3 separate regions of the Mus musculus genome follow, and regions 2 and 3 are each linked to region 1. A link is a contact called in public HiChIP or PLAC-seq and Micro-C data. All regions are on one chromosome and are shown on one strand. Each heading gives the region's core, a stretch centred on a gene start, on an enhancer-like site or on the middle of the called end of the contact. The rest is flanking DNA. Distances are from core to core; before and after follow the strand shown.

Evidence for each region. A called contact is a pair of places that touch in the nucleus more often than the background predicts. HiChIP or PLAC-seq counts read pairs in DNA pulled down with a chosen protein or histone mark.
Region 2: an H3K27ac HiChIP or PLAC-seq map of heart atrium shows a contact between it and region 1, with 6 read pairs. The contact joins the enhancer-like site here to the promoter of Cpt2 in region 1. A contact is called at or near these places in 6 of 39 promoter capture datasets (embryonic stem cells, liver, stem cell-derived epiblast-like cells and 1 more), 2 of 484 Hi-C or Micro-C datasets (embryonic stem cells and rod photoreceptor), 6 of 115 datasets of contacts at active chromatin or transcription factors (embryonic stem cells, extraembryonic endoderm stem cells, fibro-adipogenic progenitors and 2 more) and 3 of 9 other capture datasets (adipose tissue, liver and pancreatic islet).
Region 3: a contact with region 1 is called in a Micro-C map of embryonic stem cells, with 2.3 times the contacts expected there. The contact joins the promoter of Lrp8 here to the promoter of Cpt2 in region 1. A contact is called at or near these places in 3 of 484 Hi-C or Micro-C datasets (CD4 T cells, embryonic stem cells and erythroblasts), 2 of 115 datasets of contacts at active chromatin or transcription factors (effector CD8 T cells and memory CD8 T cells) and 2 of 9 other capture datasets (adipose tissue and liver).

Annotation. Positions count from the first base shown.
Region 1 is chr4:107,921,619-107,925,958 of GRCm38.p6, forward strand. Cpt2 (carnitine palmitoyltransferase 2) reads right to left here and starts at 1,971. Exons shown (of 5, transcript NM_009949.2): 1 at 1,697-1,971. The coding sequence starts at 1,848.
Region 2 is chr4:108,016,784-108,021,385 of GRCm38.p6, forward strand. Podn (podocan) reads right to left here. Exons shown (of 13, transcript NM_172874.4): 10 at 4,371-4,602; 11 at 2,011-2,159; 12 at 924-1,121. The coding sequence ends at 950. Among named protein-coding and RNA genes, the nearest start is that of Podn, 13 kb to the right of the region's middle. Within about 2 kb of position 2,383, at least 26 of the 459 cell types and tissues checked have an H3K27ac peak or open chromatin away from gene starts, as enhancers often do. A contact at or near this core is called in heart atrium and rod photoreceptor, where this site is marked.
Region 3 is chr4:107,799,561-107,804,379 of GRCm38.p6, forward strand. It overlaps Lrp8 (low density lipoprotein receptor-related protein 8, apolipoprotein e receptor), which reads left to right and starts at 2,699. Exons shown (of 20, transcript NM_053073.3): 1 at 2,699-2,958; 2 at 3,691-3,810. The coding sequence starts at 2,853. It overlaps Lrp8os3 (low density lipoprotein receptor-related protein 8, apolipoprotein e receptor, opposite strand 3), which reads right to left and starts at 2,504. Exons shown (of 2, transcript NR_168096.1): 1 at 2,204-2,504.

The DNA.
Region 1 (4,340 bases), core at 721-3,220:
AGAGCATACAGTAGTAGGGTGGATTGGTTTGTTTTTTGTTTGTTGGTTTTGTTTTTGGAGGAAAGGGGCTCGTTGGCTTTTTTCCCAAGACAGGTTCTAAAATGTAGCTCTGGCTATCCTGGAACTCACAATATAGATGAGGCAGGCCTTGAACTCACAGCCAGCCTCCACCTTCTGAATGCTAAGATTAAAGGTATGCACTACTACCCTTGACTAGTGATAGTATTTATAATTCCAGGAACCTGCCACTACACCTGACAAGCAATATTATTTATACTTCCAGGATCTTACAGACGTTTGTGCTGTGGACAAGACTAAACTATGTTGAATATTCTTACAGTTTTCCAATTCTAAACTACCGACAGTCCACCTGATCTTAAACCTGGGTAAGGCACAGGCCTGCCTGAAAGTCAGTGCCCATCTGACTCAGCAAATGAAAACTCTCTTTCCCAAGCCCTCACCTTTCCCCTACATATTAATGCAGCTCACACAGGCTGTCTGGAGAAGCCAGGTCACACCCTCATCCTGCAATAGCAAAGTCCCTTTCTCTTTCCCCCTCCGTCCTGCTGAATTCAGATAACCTCACTGTAGCTGGTCTCACACATAAGCACACTGGGTTCTTGCTGAGAAGGCACGGTGGGCAGATGACACTGGGTTAAATAACTGCTGGACACGGAGGAAAACAAACCCCACAGCAGGGAACAATACCATGGTACAATGTGTGTCTTTTCCCGGATGGAGCAGGAAGGATCACTGGCAGCTGGGCCAGGACAGTGAGGGGGATTTGAAACAGGTTTGGAGCTTGGTTTGGGAAATAAACAATGAATGCAAAGACAATTTAGGTTTGGCTTAGAGTGAAGGTAATTTCTATTCTGGCAACCTAGAACAAAGCTGAGAGATCAACGAGAAAACTAGACTCCAGATTTAAGGAAGTACTGGGTATTGGGGACAGGGGGTGACGGACATGGAGGAACACTTATTAGGGCTGTTTGAATAGGTCAGGTAGTGTGGGTGAGGTGTTGGGGACCACCCGAAAGAGTGCTGAGGAAGGTTTGGTGGGTATGAAAAAGTTCTAGGTTAAGGCTGACCTTAGAAGATGGAGCAGAAGATGGAGAATGCTAAAATGAGGATAAAGATGTGCTTGCAGCAACGATGGGACACTACCAGAACAGGTACTGGAAGAGGAGTGGGCTGGGTGTTCTCAGCAACAGGTAAAGGTGAATAGGGGACACTGACCCGAGGGAGACCCATGTTAGGAACTGGCTATCCTCCCTCAATGGGGGTGCCCTATATCTTTAATCTCAGCACTCTACAGGCAGAAGCAAGAGGATCTCTAATAGGCCATCCTGGTCTACAGAGCTAGTTCTAGGGCACACAAACCCTCAAAACAAAACAAGGAATTGACCACCCTAGTAGAAAGGATTCGGGTGATTTTCAGGCATTAAGTGTGTAGGGCTCAGGATAGCTGTCTGAAAGATTAATGGAGCGGGCAGGAGTTTGTAGGATTCAAGATGAACTTGTAGACGGGAGGGTTGCGGAGGAGACTTTAAAGTTTCTGAATCTTCTGAGCCAGGGAATTTTCAAAGTCTCAGGCTTTCCAAGCTGGGGAATGTGACTGCCTCCAGGGCCGGAGGTTCAGGGCAAGTCCTAAGCACCAGGAGTCGGGTCTGGGCCGGGGCCAGGAGGCTGGGCTCACCTGGGCAGGCTGTCCTGGTAGTGCATGGTGGGTACGATGCTGTGCTGCAGATACTCGGCGGGCCCCGAGACAGCACTTAAGGGCCGACTAGGGGCTCCCAGGACAAGCGAGGGGCACCGGGGCCAGTCACGCAACAGCAGGCGCGGCATCATCGTCCCGGGCGGCAATGGCGGCTTGAGGACGCGGTGGCTGAGGGAGTTCCCGAGCAAGCAGGCCGCTGCCCTCAGGCCCGGGACACCCGTAGAGACTTAACGTCCAGTTCAACTCCGCCCACAGGGGCACTTCCGGGCACCGATAGGCGGTGGCCCCGCCCACACTTGGCCTCTCCCAGAGCCCGCCCACATCGTGGCCACGCCCAAGAGGCGGCCACGCCCACCTGGGCCGGAAGCGGTCTCTAAACTATAGTAAGCCCAGCTTCTTGCCCGAAGGTGGCAGGCATGTAACTCTGAAGCTAACCTCTTTTCCTTTCACAGAACTGGATAGAAATCAAAAGTAGAGAAAAAAGAAACGCTGAAACTTGGCATTTGGCAGACCTATCCTTGTCAAGGCTTGGTCTCTAGAGACCAAGAACATTTCAAACCTTTGTCTTCTAAGTAGAGAACAAGATCAACAAACGCCTCCACAGTTCTAGATTTACTGAACAATAGTCATACTTATTTCACCAATATAATTTGTTAGGCAGAATACTTTACTCATACTAGGTCCGTGTAGCATTCCCCAAGCCTGAAGTCTTTGAAGTGTGTGGCTTCGCGGGGCGGGGGGGGGTGGGGGTGGGGTGGGGTGGGGGGGGGATAGGGAACTTTCGGGATAGCATTTGAAATGTAAAGAAAATATCTAATAAAAATATTATTAAAAATGTATAACTGGAAATTGGGGGTGCATGCCTGTAATCTGAAGGAGAGGCAGAGGCAGAGTGTCAAGAATTCTAGCCTATATTCAGCTACATAGCGAGTTGGAAGCCATCCTGGGCTACACGGGACTGTGTCTTAATCAAAACAAGAGGAAGGAAGGAAAAAGAATGTACAGGAACCAGAAATGAGCATCCTTTTTCAGATTGAATATTTCAAAGGAAAAAAACAAAACAGGTTCCCTACCAAGAGGAAACCCTTGTCCTCTAGTTCTGGGTGTCTTTTAGCCTCAGTCCACCGTAGGAGGCTACCTGTCAGCACACATGGGTCCTGAAGTCCCAAACTTTTCAGGAATTCAAAGATTCTTGAACGTGAACATCCCCATCCATCGCTAAACCACCACAGGCAAGCAACATATACCATACCCCTCTGGTCTCTGCCTCATCTGTAGCTAAAGAAGTAATAGGTTCTGCTACCACTTATTTTACATAGTGAATTATTCTCACTTGAAGCACAACAGAATTCCATTCTGGAAACACAACCTTCCTTTAGCTCCAGCTGTCTGTCAGGACCCTGTAGATCTGAAGCAGCCAAGTACATTTTGTCTGTTCCATAAGTAGGTAGGCAGAGCCATGAGCTGGAACACATCCCAAAGGGCACTGGATTTGGAGTTCAGGGGACCTGAGTTTGTTTCTCGGGCTCTGTCCTTATTTAGATGACCAGCAGTTAAACAGGAAACTCACTTACCAGCTCCATACTGAAGAACTTTTCTTCATTGACTGAAGAGCTAAGCACAGAATTCAAAGCTAGTGGGAACCAGGGATGTAACTCAGTGGGCAGGGTGTTTGCCTAGCATGCATGAAACCCTAGGTTTGATCCCTAGTATCACATAAACCAACCAAATATGGTGGTGCATGCCTGTAATCCCAGCACTGGGAAGGTGGAGGCCTGAGAATTGATTCGATGTTGACGGGTGGGATGGCTCAGGGAGTAAGGTCCTTGGCACTGATGATGATCTGAGTTAAGTCCCTGAGACACAATGGTGGAAAAGGAGAACAGACTTGTGAAGGATGTCCTCTGACCTCCACACACAACATAATAAAATGGCAATTTTAAAACAAAATTTTAAAAATACCAAACTTCTAATTTTCCTCCCTTGAGAACAGACCTATCTGGCCCAAATTCAAAGTATCAGAATCTCTTGTCTGTACTGTAGAGTGTCATAGGAAGAATATAAAATCCTTTCTGAAAAAGTTCATTTGTCAGGCCAGGAATGCTGGCCTTTAATCCCAGCCCTTGGGAAGCAGAGGGAAACGATTCTGTGTGAGTTCGAGGCCAGCCTGGTCTACAGAGTGAGTTCCAGGATATCCAGGGCTACACAGAGAAACTGTCTCAAAAACAAAAGATCAGTTGTCTCCAAATCCTAGTAGTTTTCAAAACCTTGAAACCTGTGGGGATACTGTCGTCCCTTGAGTGGCGCACCACAAAAGTGACTGAGCCACAAAAGCCATCAAAGTGAACGTTCTTAGAAACAAGAGACTTTAACTAGAGAGGAGGAGAAAGAGTTCACACTTCAACGAAAAGATCCAGCTGGTAAAGGGAGACCGAACCCAGCATAAGTAAACAGCCAAGTAGTCAAAGAAATGAGAAAGTGGTACCTAGAATCGGCTGGGCTTGAGTCCTGAGTTGCCAAGTTCCACCAGGCTTTACCTAGAACAAACACTGCATGACAGTATGGTTGTTAAAGGAGAACCCTAAGTGCAGGGGGAACTTAACCAAGCAGGCCCACTGTCTAC
Region 2 (4,602 bases), core at 1,133-3,632, 96 kb after region 1:
AGTTGCTCCCTATGACGTCACAAGCATTCCATGTAGACACATTCAGTTATGGACAGCAGTACCCACCTCCAGACTCTGAGTACTGAAGCAGTTTTAGTCCCCTACCCCCTACATCTAGAGAAGTCCATGAATGTATTAAGTGTGTGTGTGAGTGTGGTCATATGTAAGCCTGTGTGAATAGGTACCCAGACACACCTCCATGCATATATCCATAGGCACATGTGTGCACACAGATATGGGCCTATGATTGTGTCTTGGACTAAAGTATGTATATATGTACACATGTGTAGATGCTTGTGTTACATGTATGTGTATGTATTAACTACCTATGGCTGTCCCCTCCCTCCCTGCCCTAGACAAGCTCTTCTAGCCCCTCAGTATCTAGCCCTATCTCAAGGCCTACAGTGATGAGATTCCCATCTCCAGCCCAGGCCTTTCCTCTGAGCCCCAGACTTAGGAGTCTCTGTACCCCAGAGTATCTCCCAGCACAGTACTCATCTCCCTGAGCTAGAGTAAATGCCTTAGCACAAACTGGCTTCTGTGGGCAAGCAGACACACACACATACACACACACACACACACACACACACACACACATACACACACATACACACACACATACACGCATACACACATACATGTACACATAGATACATACACCTACGCATACATACACACATATACACACATACACACACATACAAACACACATACACATATACACACATACATACACATACAAACACACACACACACACACACACACCTCACATGGTGCAATCCTGCATGCAAACGAAATGACAGGTTTTCAAAATGAAGGGATAGAACAGAGACAGGGTGAAGTTGACACACAGAAAGCCAAGGCAGGTCAGGGACAGCAGGGAGTGGTGAGAGGTGCCTTCACACCCGCACAGACCACCCACCTGGGTTTCATCCATGTCACTTTGTCCTATCTAGTTTCCTCTTCCTCATCTTCCTCTTCCTCCTCTTCTTCCTCTTCCTCATCTTTGTCCTTGGAACCATTACCAAACTCAAAGTTGCCTTCAATGTCCAAGACCTGCAGGTGTTTCAGCCTCCGGAAGGCGCTTTCCACCACGGAGCCCACAGCCAGCTTGTTGAACCTGAGTGGTGGTCCATGGGTCAGCGGCAGGAGGCCTGGCTGATGCCCTCACACCTACCCAGCTCAGAGGGGAAAGGGGGGAGGGGTGGTATTTGGGAGTGCTACAGCAAGTTTTGAAGGGGGTGCGTGAAGAAGCACAGTACACCCCTGACAAAGAGATCTGTCAGGACACCGTTAGCTTGGAGGAAGGGGGTGGCAAAGGCAAGGAATGTCTCCTTCTATGCATAGTCACTTCATGTGCAGAGAGATGCCTCTGCTGCCCTTCCCCACTAACCTCAAGATCTGACTGGCACACAGGCAAGGCCTGGCTGAGCTGTAAGGAACGTACTCAGCCCAACACTGAAGGCCGGGTCATACCACCCAGTGTCACCACCCTGGGCCTGTCTTCTATTCTGTCTTCTCTCTGATTTGAGTGGGTCGAGTTGGAATGGGGGGTGGGGGAGCATCTGAGAAGAAGCCAGAGTCTGTGAGGTCTGAGTTCTCTGAAGTCCTAACCCCGGAGCCCAGTGGGGCCCCAGGCGTCTGTGTTCTTGGTCTGACACCTGAGCCCCACCTGGCTGACTGAACACAGCTGTCACCCATGTCTTCACAGCTGGGGGTTACTCGTGAGATGTTCTCTGGGCTTCCTCCTGTACCACATTAGCATCAACAGCACCCTGTACTTGTTTTGAATGTTTCTGATGCCACTAGCAGACCTGTGAGCCATTGCAGCCTGGCAGGGTATGCTCACTCTCGGGGGCTGAGGTGGCACGGGCTTGTGGGGGTCCTGCAGTGTACTCAGCCAGGCTCCACACCCACACTCTAGCTGCCAGCTGTTCCCCCAGCTCTCAGCTGTCCCTCTACTGTTATAGTGCTGTCTGGATGAGAGCAGGGCGGCAGGGACTTCCTACCTGAGAAAGATCCCCTTAAGGTTGGGAGTGGAGTCAAAGGCGTTGGCAGGAACGGCACTAATCTTGTTATTCTGCAGGTACAGATACTCCAGAGATGGGGGGAGCCCCTCAGGGACCTCTGTGAGCTGATTCCCAGCGATGTCCAGCAGCTGCAGGGGGGGGGGGGGGGATGTGCGTGTCAAGGACTTACCAGCTCACAGACTCCTACCAAGCCACAATCGATCTCTAGTGAGGGGAGGGGTCTGACAACCACGGTTTCCAGGTGGAGAAACAGCTCAGCGAGGTTAATCCCTTTGTAAGAGGCTGGAATGTGCTGAGCCAGACTCCACACACTTGTTCTAATTGACGTGGGTCCTGCCCACTCCCTCCTGCCTTTGCACATGAAGTCATAGCCCAGCTGCTTGCATGTCACAGGCTTGTCACACAGGCTTTCCTCTTCAGTCTACCTGTCACTCCCATCAGATTAAACACATCAAGATCCACACATGCAGGTCACATGTGCAGGGGCTAGGAAAGCGGGTACAAGGTTTGTAGAAACCCTGGCACAACCAGCAGGCCCCAGGCTGGTCAGGCTCTGAGTCACCTTGTGCCTGAAGCCCAGGAGCGATAGCCAGGGAAGTGGGGGAGGGGGCCTGGCACACACTGGCTCTGTGGTCACCCTCGTTACCTCTCATATGCACCTTCTCCAGACCCACCCTAGTGCTACCCTGGGACAGGACGACATGATCTGTACGCTCCTTCATTATCTCAAGAGGCTGGGATACAGGGTCATCCAATAGGCTCACATCCCACACAGCTTGGTAAGCTAGCATCAGCATTGCACTAAAGCCCAGAACTTCCAATTCTGTCACCTCCCCGGCCCACAGGGCTTGTTTCCCATTTTGTCTCCACAGCCATTGGCACTGTCCTCAGTCTCTGCTGTCAGTCCCTCCCTCATTCATTCCAGAGACACTCGGTGCCCATGGGTGCCAGAGCATGGACTCCGTGAGACACCATCTCCACATTCAGGAAGCCAGTCCGGCTGTGGAGATGGACCAGAGCCTGACAAAACAACCTTGGGCTTGGCTGTAATCAGGGAGTGGGGAAGGGATTCATCCAGCTCTGAGCCAGGAAATGCTTTCCAGGGCATTAGCACAGGGTGGATTTGAGGCAAAAAGAGCAAGTTGCCAGTCAAAAGACTCAGTGTGAGGGGGAATCCCCTTTGCCTTGCTTACCAGGCTGAGGCTCGGGGAGGTATCTAACCTGCCTGTCCCCGCTAAAGGGTAAGAATGTGTTCTAGGCGAGGTGACACTCAAGCTGAGTCCTAGATATACCCTAACAAGAGTGGTACTCCCTTCTTCCTCATAGGATCCCCAGTTCTGGAACAACAGTGTCTAGTACAAATATGGGGACTCTTTAAGACGGAAGGAAGGAAGGAAGGAAGGAACAAACGAATAGGTGTCTCCTGTAAGAATGCAGGTATTGTGCTTCCAGTAGAAGAGCCACGGTGTGCTGGAGCAGGAGCAGACAGAGGCTTGAAACCCCCAGCAGGGAGTCTGGCCCCGGACCTCAGGGAAGCAGGGAGCTATAGAAGACTGGACAGGAATCTGTGTGAACAGGTGTTTTGCAGGTACAGGAATGGTGAGATACTAGGACGGTGGGTGAGGTTCAGCTGAGAAATACGGTGGCTTGGCTGGGATATAAGCAGCCTAACTGGAGAGCTGTAGCTGGGTTAGGTGCCTGAGGCAGGCAACAGAGACAAGAAGTATGCCAAGCCCCTCTCCCCTTTAGTGAGTTAGTCAATGTAACAAGAGGAAGCCAAGTTGTGCTCCTGAGGGTCAGCTTTAAGGGCCACATGGAGGCTGGGTTCTGGTATATGGCTCTCAGCAGGGTGGTCTGAATGAGGAGAGATCCCAGCCAGGCCACAGAGCCAGCTTCTTCACCCTGCTAAGCTCAGGGTACTTCCTGGCTTCTCTCTGACCCCACCTCTCCACAGCATGCTTTGAAAACACCCATCCTGATGGCAGTTCCCACCCCTCGGCCAGTAGTGAGCATGTCAGAGTGAAATGTGGGCCCCTCCTTCTACCCTCTGGTGAACTGGCCTGGCCACATAGAGACACAGGTTACTGTGTTCGCTGTGCCCTTTGCTCTTGCACCTATAAGTAGGTTGGACTGCATGGCCACGGCCCTCCTACACTAAGGCCCGCCTCCCCAGCGTGTATCCAATGAATAAGCTCAGTCTGGCTATCCCACCCGGAACCTGGCTCCTGGCAAAACTGTCACTCATCCTAGCAGCTGAGTAGGCTTATCCTAGTAGGTCCACCATCCTTCTTCCTCCCTGTGCCCCCCACCCACCCCAACATGGCCCATTCCTGTAGTACCTGCAGACCAGCAAGGTCCACCCAGGCACGGGGTCCCAGGGCCCGGCTTCGCAGTCGGTTGCCTGTGAGGTAGAGTTCCCGAAGCTGGGCCATGCCAGCTAGTGCCCCACGTGCCAGGGCAGCCAGCTCATTCCGCTTGACCTTGAGCACGTGTACGTTTTTCGGCAGGCCTGGAGGCAGTGTTTGCAGACGGTTGCCAGACAAGTCAAGTGAACGCAGCAGGCGTAGCTTG
Region 3 (4,819 bases), core at 1,449-3,948, 120 kb before region 1:
GACAAAGCAGGGACTAGGAAGCCCTTCTGATCTGAGGCCTCTGCACAGAAGTGGATCTAACAGTAGTTCAGAGAGATTGGCCCTCAGGGCCATGGGAAACTTCTCCAGAAGTTTCTGTAGAGAGAGTAGAAGCTTTTTACAGAGGCCTAGGGCTGGACAGATCCAGCCCAGGTGAATGTCCCACGAAGAGGGTACAGGTCGGAAGAGGTCTGAAACCCAGCTCTCAGGGGCAGGTGAGGAGCAGGCTGGTGTGAGGAGCAGGCCCGTGGGCCTGCTGTGGAGGCCTCCCAGACTGGTTTTTGAAAACTCTCTGTACCATAGACAGGCCTTGAACTTGTGCTCCTCCTACTGTAGTCCCCCTAGTAGCTCAAATTTTGAGCTACTGCCCACTGAGCTATATTCCCAGGCTGGGCAATTTGTATTTTTTGAGGTTTGGGGTTATCAGAGGTTTTTGAGGAGGGTGTTTTGGATAATAGTAACAGTAACTAATGTTCATTAGGCATCTACTGTGCTCTGGACATGACTCTCATGCAACCACATGTAATCTAAACCTCACCTCAGCCTGTGTGGTGAGCACTGCGACCCCCCCCCCCATGCCATCTTTTATACGGAGAACCTGAACCACGGAAGTGGAAGCAACCATGTCCATATAGTCAGGGAAGGAAGGGCAGGCCCAGACCCAAAGGCCAATGCTCTTATCCTTTTGAGCTGTAGCCTAAACTTTACCCCATGCAAACATCTTAGCACAGAAGGAACCATCAAGACTGCCTAGTTCCCAGCTTCCCTGAGGCCCGATAATGGGACTGAGTTTCCCAGGAGTGCAGAGCAGAAGCCATGTGAGGCTGGACAGGTGAATCTGGGTTGCAGGAGGGGGTCCATCCTAACCTTCGAGGGTGTCGCAGTGGGTATCATTGTGCTTGGGACAAAATCCAAACTCCTTACTGTGGCCTACAAAGCTATCCTGTGATTGGGCCTTGTGGACTCCCCAAAGCTCCTCCCCACCACCATGCGCTTACTTCTCCCATCACTAGTTTACCACGATGGGATGTGTCTCCATTGCTCTTCCCTCTGCCAAGAATAGCATGCGTTTGACCGTCATGTGGTCAGGCTCCTCGCTGTCAGTGAAACATGATCGCCTCTCTAACTTACCTCCGTGCTCTCATGTTGTTTATTTTCTCATCACAACTATGATGCTGTGATAGTGTGATAGAACTCTTTTTTTTTTTCTTCTTCTGTATTTCTCTCTTCTAACTAATATGTAACATCGGGAGGTTGGGGAAGTACCTTATTTACGATGCTGCAGCCTTGGGCACAACACACACAGCACATGCTGTGTAAGATTTCTTCTGTTGATGGTCTGTCTTCCCCTCACTGTGGCCAGGACTTCCAGACCCATGGAGCCTTAACGTGACCAAAGGATGATGCACTTGTGGTTTCCCAAGGTCTGTGGTTGCCATAGCTATTGTCATGGGCTACCCTTTGCGGGGGAAGATATGAGACTGAGAGGACTGTTGACCTAGCGGGGCTGTGCACCCATCCAGCTTGGCATAGGAATCACAGCTTCCACGATTGCTTGCTTGCTTTCTCTCTCTTTCCCTTTCTTTCTTTCTTTCTTTCTTTCTTTCTTTCTTTCTTTCTTTCTTTCTTTCTCTCTCTCTCTCTCTCTCTCTCTCTTTCTCTCTTTCTCTCTTTCTCTCTTTCTCTCTTTCTTTCTTTCTTTCTTTCTTTCTTTCTTTCTTTCTTTCTTTCTTTCTTTCTTTCTTTCTTTCTTTCTTTCTTCCTTTTTTTTTTTCTGAAGAGAGAGGGCCTATTTAACACTGGGCCTTGGCACCCTCGCGCGGGCCTGGTTTACAACCCGTGCCCAAGAATCACACTCTGAGATTGTTGTGCTGCTGGGCCAGGCTCACCGGCAGGTGGCTGAAATCCAGTCTAAGCGTTGCCCTTCTGACAAGGAAGAGTAGGGGAGGTGGGGTCGCACTGCTAGAGGAGGGGCCTTCTTTGTGCAGAGGCTAGTGGAGCCCAGAGACACTAGATGTGCTGCCTCTGGCGGCAAGGATGACACATCTGGGCCTCCACAGTCCTTGCCCTTCTCTGCAGCAGCAAGGGTTACCTTGCCATGTCTTCAGGGCCCTTGATCTGCTCCTCTGCGGGGTCCAACAGAGAAGGATGAATATGGATAACAGTCTGTGCACCAGACACTCACCTCTCTCAGGATCACACAGTGATAATCACAGATGCACACGGTCGCAGAAAGCGACTCATCTAATCTGAAGCTATGACAGGTCTTGCCCAGCACCCCTAGATTCTCCCTGGCAATGCTTTCAGCCTTCCCGCGCTCTGCGCGTTCACTGCAACGGCTTGTGAGTCTCCTTCTCCCGAGCTCGGGCTCTCCTCCATACGCCTCCTTCTCTCACCCTCTTGCCACCTCCACGGGGAAACCAGGGGGGCCAGAGCCTAGCCGGGCTCGTCCTAGCGTCTACAGCTCTTAGCACCTGCGCGCACACAGAGCAGGATCATGGGGCTCGGACCGAGAGAGGAGGGGACAAGGACAGGCGGGGGAGGAGAAGAGGCGGCGGCGGGAGGAGCGTGGGGCGGAGGCGGCGGCGGGAGGGAGCGCGCGCGCCGGCGGCGGCTGCCCAGGGCCGGGGCCGCGCGCCCAGCCTGAGCCCGCCCCGCCGCCGAGCGTCACCGAACCTGCTTGAAATGCAGCCGGGGAGCCGGGGCGGGCGGCAGCGGTGGTGGTGGCGGCGGCGGCAGCGGCAGCCCCGGCGCCGCGGCAAGGACTTGGCGGGCTGAGGCGCGGCGGCGGCGCGGGGGTCTCGGGGCGCGGCGGCCGGAGCCCCGGGCCCGCTATGGGCCGCCCAGAACTGGGCGCGCTCCGGCCGCTGGCGCTGTTGCTGTTGCTGCTGCTGCAGCTTCAGCATCTCTCCGCAGCGGATCCGCTGCCGGGCGGCCAAGGTGCGTACGGCGCTTCCCGGGCCGGCTCGCAGCCGCCAACCAACAAAGCGCGGCCGGCGGTGGGGGTTGCTGTACGGCGAGGTCCCGATAGAGAGGCTCCGGGGACCCTAGCTCCCTGGATTTGCCTTGGACCTCCTCCCCGCTACCCCCACGGTTTTGGTTACCGAAGCTCTACCCCAGCTCCGGGCACCCTCTTAATGGGGGATGGGCGCCGGGCACCCCCCCCCCGGCCCGTGAACTTTGCGGGGGGTAGTCCTTCAGGGTCTGGGGTTTGGTTTAATTTGACACGCGCGCTCCATAGCGGCGATGAGCGAAGTGGTACAGTCTTTTCTGACAATGCGTTTCCGGGGACCCCTGTGGGCCGAGGAGACTGACAGGTTGTGAAGGGACTGAGCCCCTGCACCGGGTGCGTGTCGCCAGTGTGCGGGGCTTCCCGCAGACTAGGTTTGTGTGGACCTGACTTGGCGTTGTGTGTAAGGGTGAATGTGTCTGAAGGCGGGGTATAGCCACGGGCCGTTAAGCGCTTGTCGGGTCTCGCTGTGCCATCAGTCGGTCCTGCAGTGGAGGACCCGTGGCATCCTGTCCTTTCTCGGAATTAAGGTGCTTGGAGATCCAGAGCTCACCGATATCTCCCCCTTTCCCATACCCGCTGGACTTCTCGGCAGCCAGGGCTGCAGGGTGGGGAGCGGGCTCCTGTGCAGTGACCCAGCTCACCGCCCCCAACCCCCGCAGGGCCAGTCAAGGAGTGTGAAGAGGACCAGTTTCGGTGTCGGAACGAGCGCTGCATTCCCTTGGTGTGGAGATGCGATGAGGACAACGACTGCTCGGACAACAGCGACGAGGACGACTGCCGTGAGTCGCGGCGACCAGGGGAGGGGAAACGGGGGGGGGGGGGGATCATGCTCCGCTGCGCACGTGGCTGCATCCGTCATGGGGCCACCTGCCCCAGGCTGGCGGCCTTGTTCTGGGATGGGTGGCTCAGCTGTCGGCGGGAGCTGGGTGGCAGGCGTGTCCTGCTTAGGGTGGAGCCCAGCGCGGCTTGCTGAAGCTACTAGCCCGAGACTGTGGGCGTGGACGCGGCAGCCCCTGCACACCTCTTAGCTCTATGGATCGGATCCCCAATCTGGGCCTCACTGGGAGCGCGCACTTCAAAGTTCCACGCAGCTCGGGCCACGAGGGGCTTTTCCTTGCTCGGTTTTATGAATGAATGGGCTCCCCGGGGCCACTGATTGGCTGCGCAAGGACCACCCCATAGGCCTGTGGCCGGAGCGGCCAATCCTGGGGCTGACGGTGTGCTGTAAAGGGCTCTAGGCCCTGCCCTGGCCCGCCCCGGCCGCACCCCCGCGCGCATCCTCCGGGTGGTAGGCTCAGGTCCTGGTCACAGTCTGCTGCCTTTCTGCCGAGTCACCCTTCAGAGAGCGTTTTCCTCCTGCCAGCCTAGTCTGGGTGTGAGTCATGGGGCCAACAGCAAGGAGGGGCTCAGGAGGAAGAGTGTGTTTCCTGGAAGCCACCGGAGCAACGGCAGTGAAGGCAGGCCAAATGCTAACCCCACTGCCTTTGCTGAGCGTGGCCTTTGTACACCCTGTGCAACCGGTGGAAGTTCCCCCTTGTGCGGGCGCGTGAGGGGTGTCTTTGGGGCCAGCGGCAATGGAGTCAGCAGGCGTTCTCTGCTGTGAAAGGAATTTAGTTCCTGGTACCAAGAACCTACACTCTTCTAGCCACGTCTTCCTAGGAGGCCTTTCAGTTGTCATTACAGAGGCCTGCTGTCTGCCTGCCGATGTTAGGTGTACAGGATCAGGCCGGCCGGCTCTGCAGTGTCGGAACACAGTGACAGAATGTGGAGGACACCAGGTGGGCACAC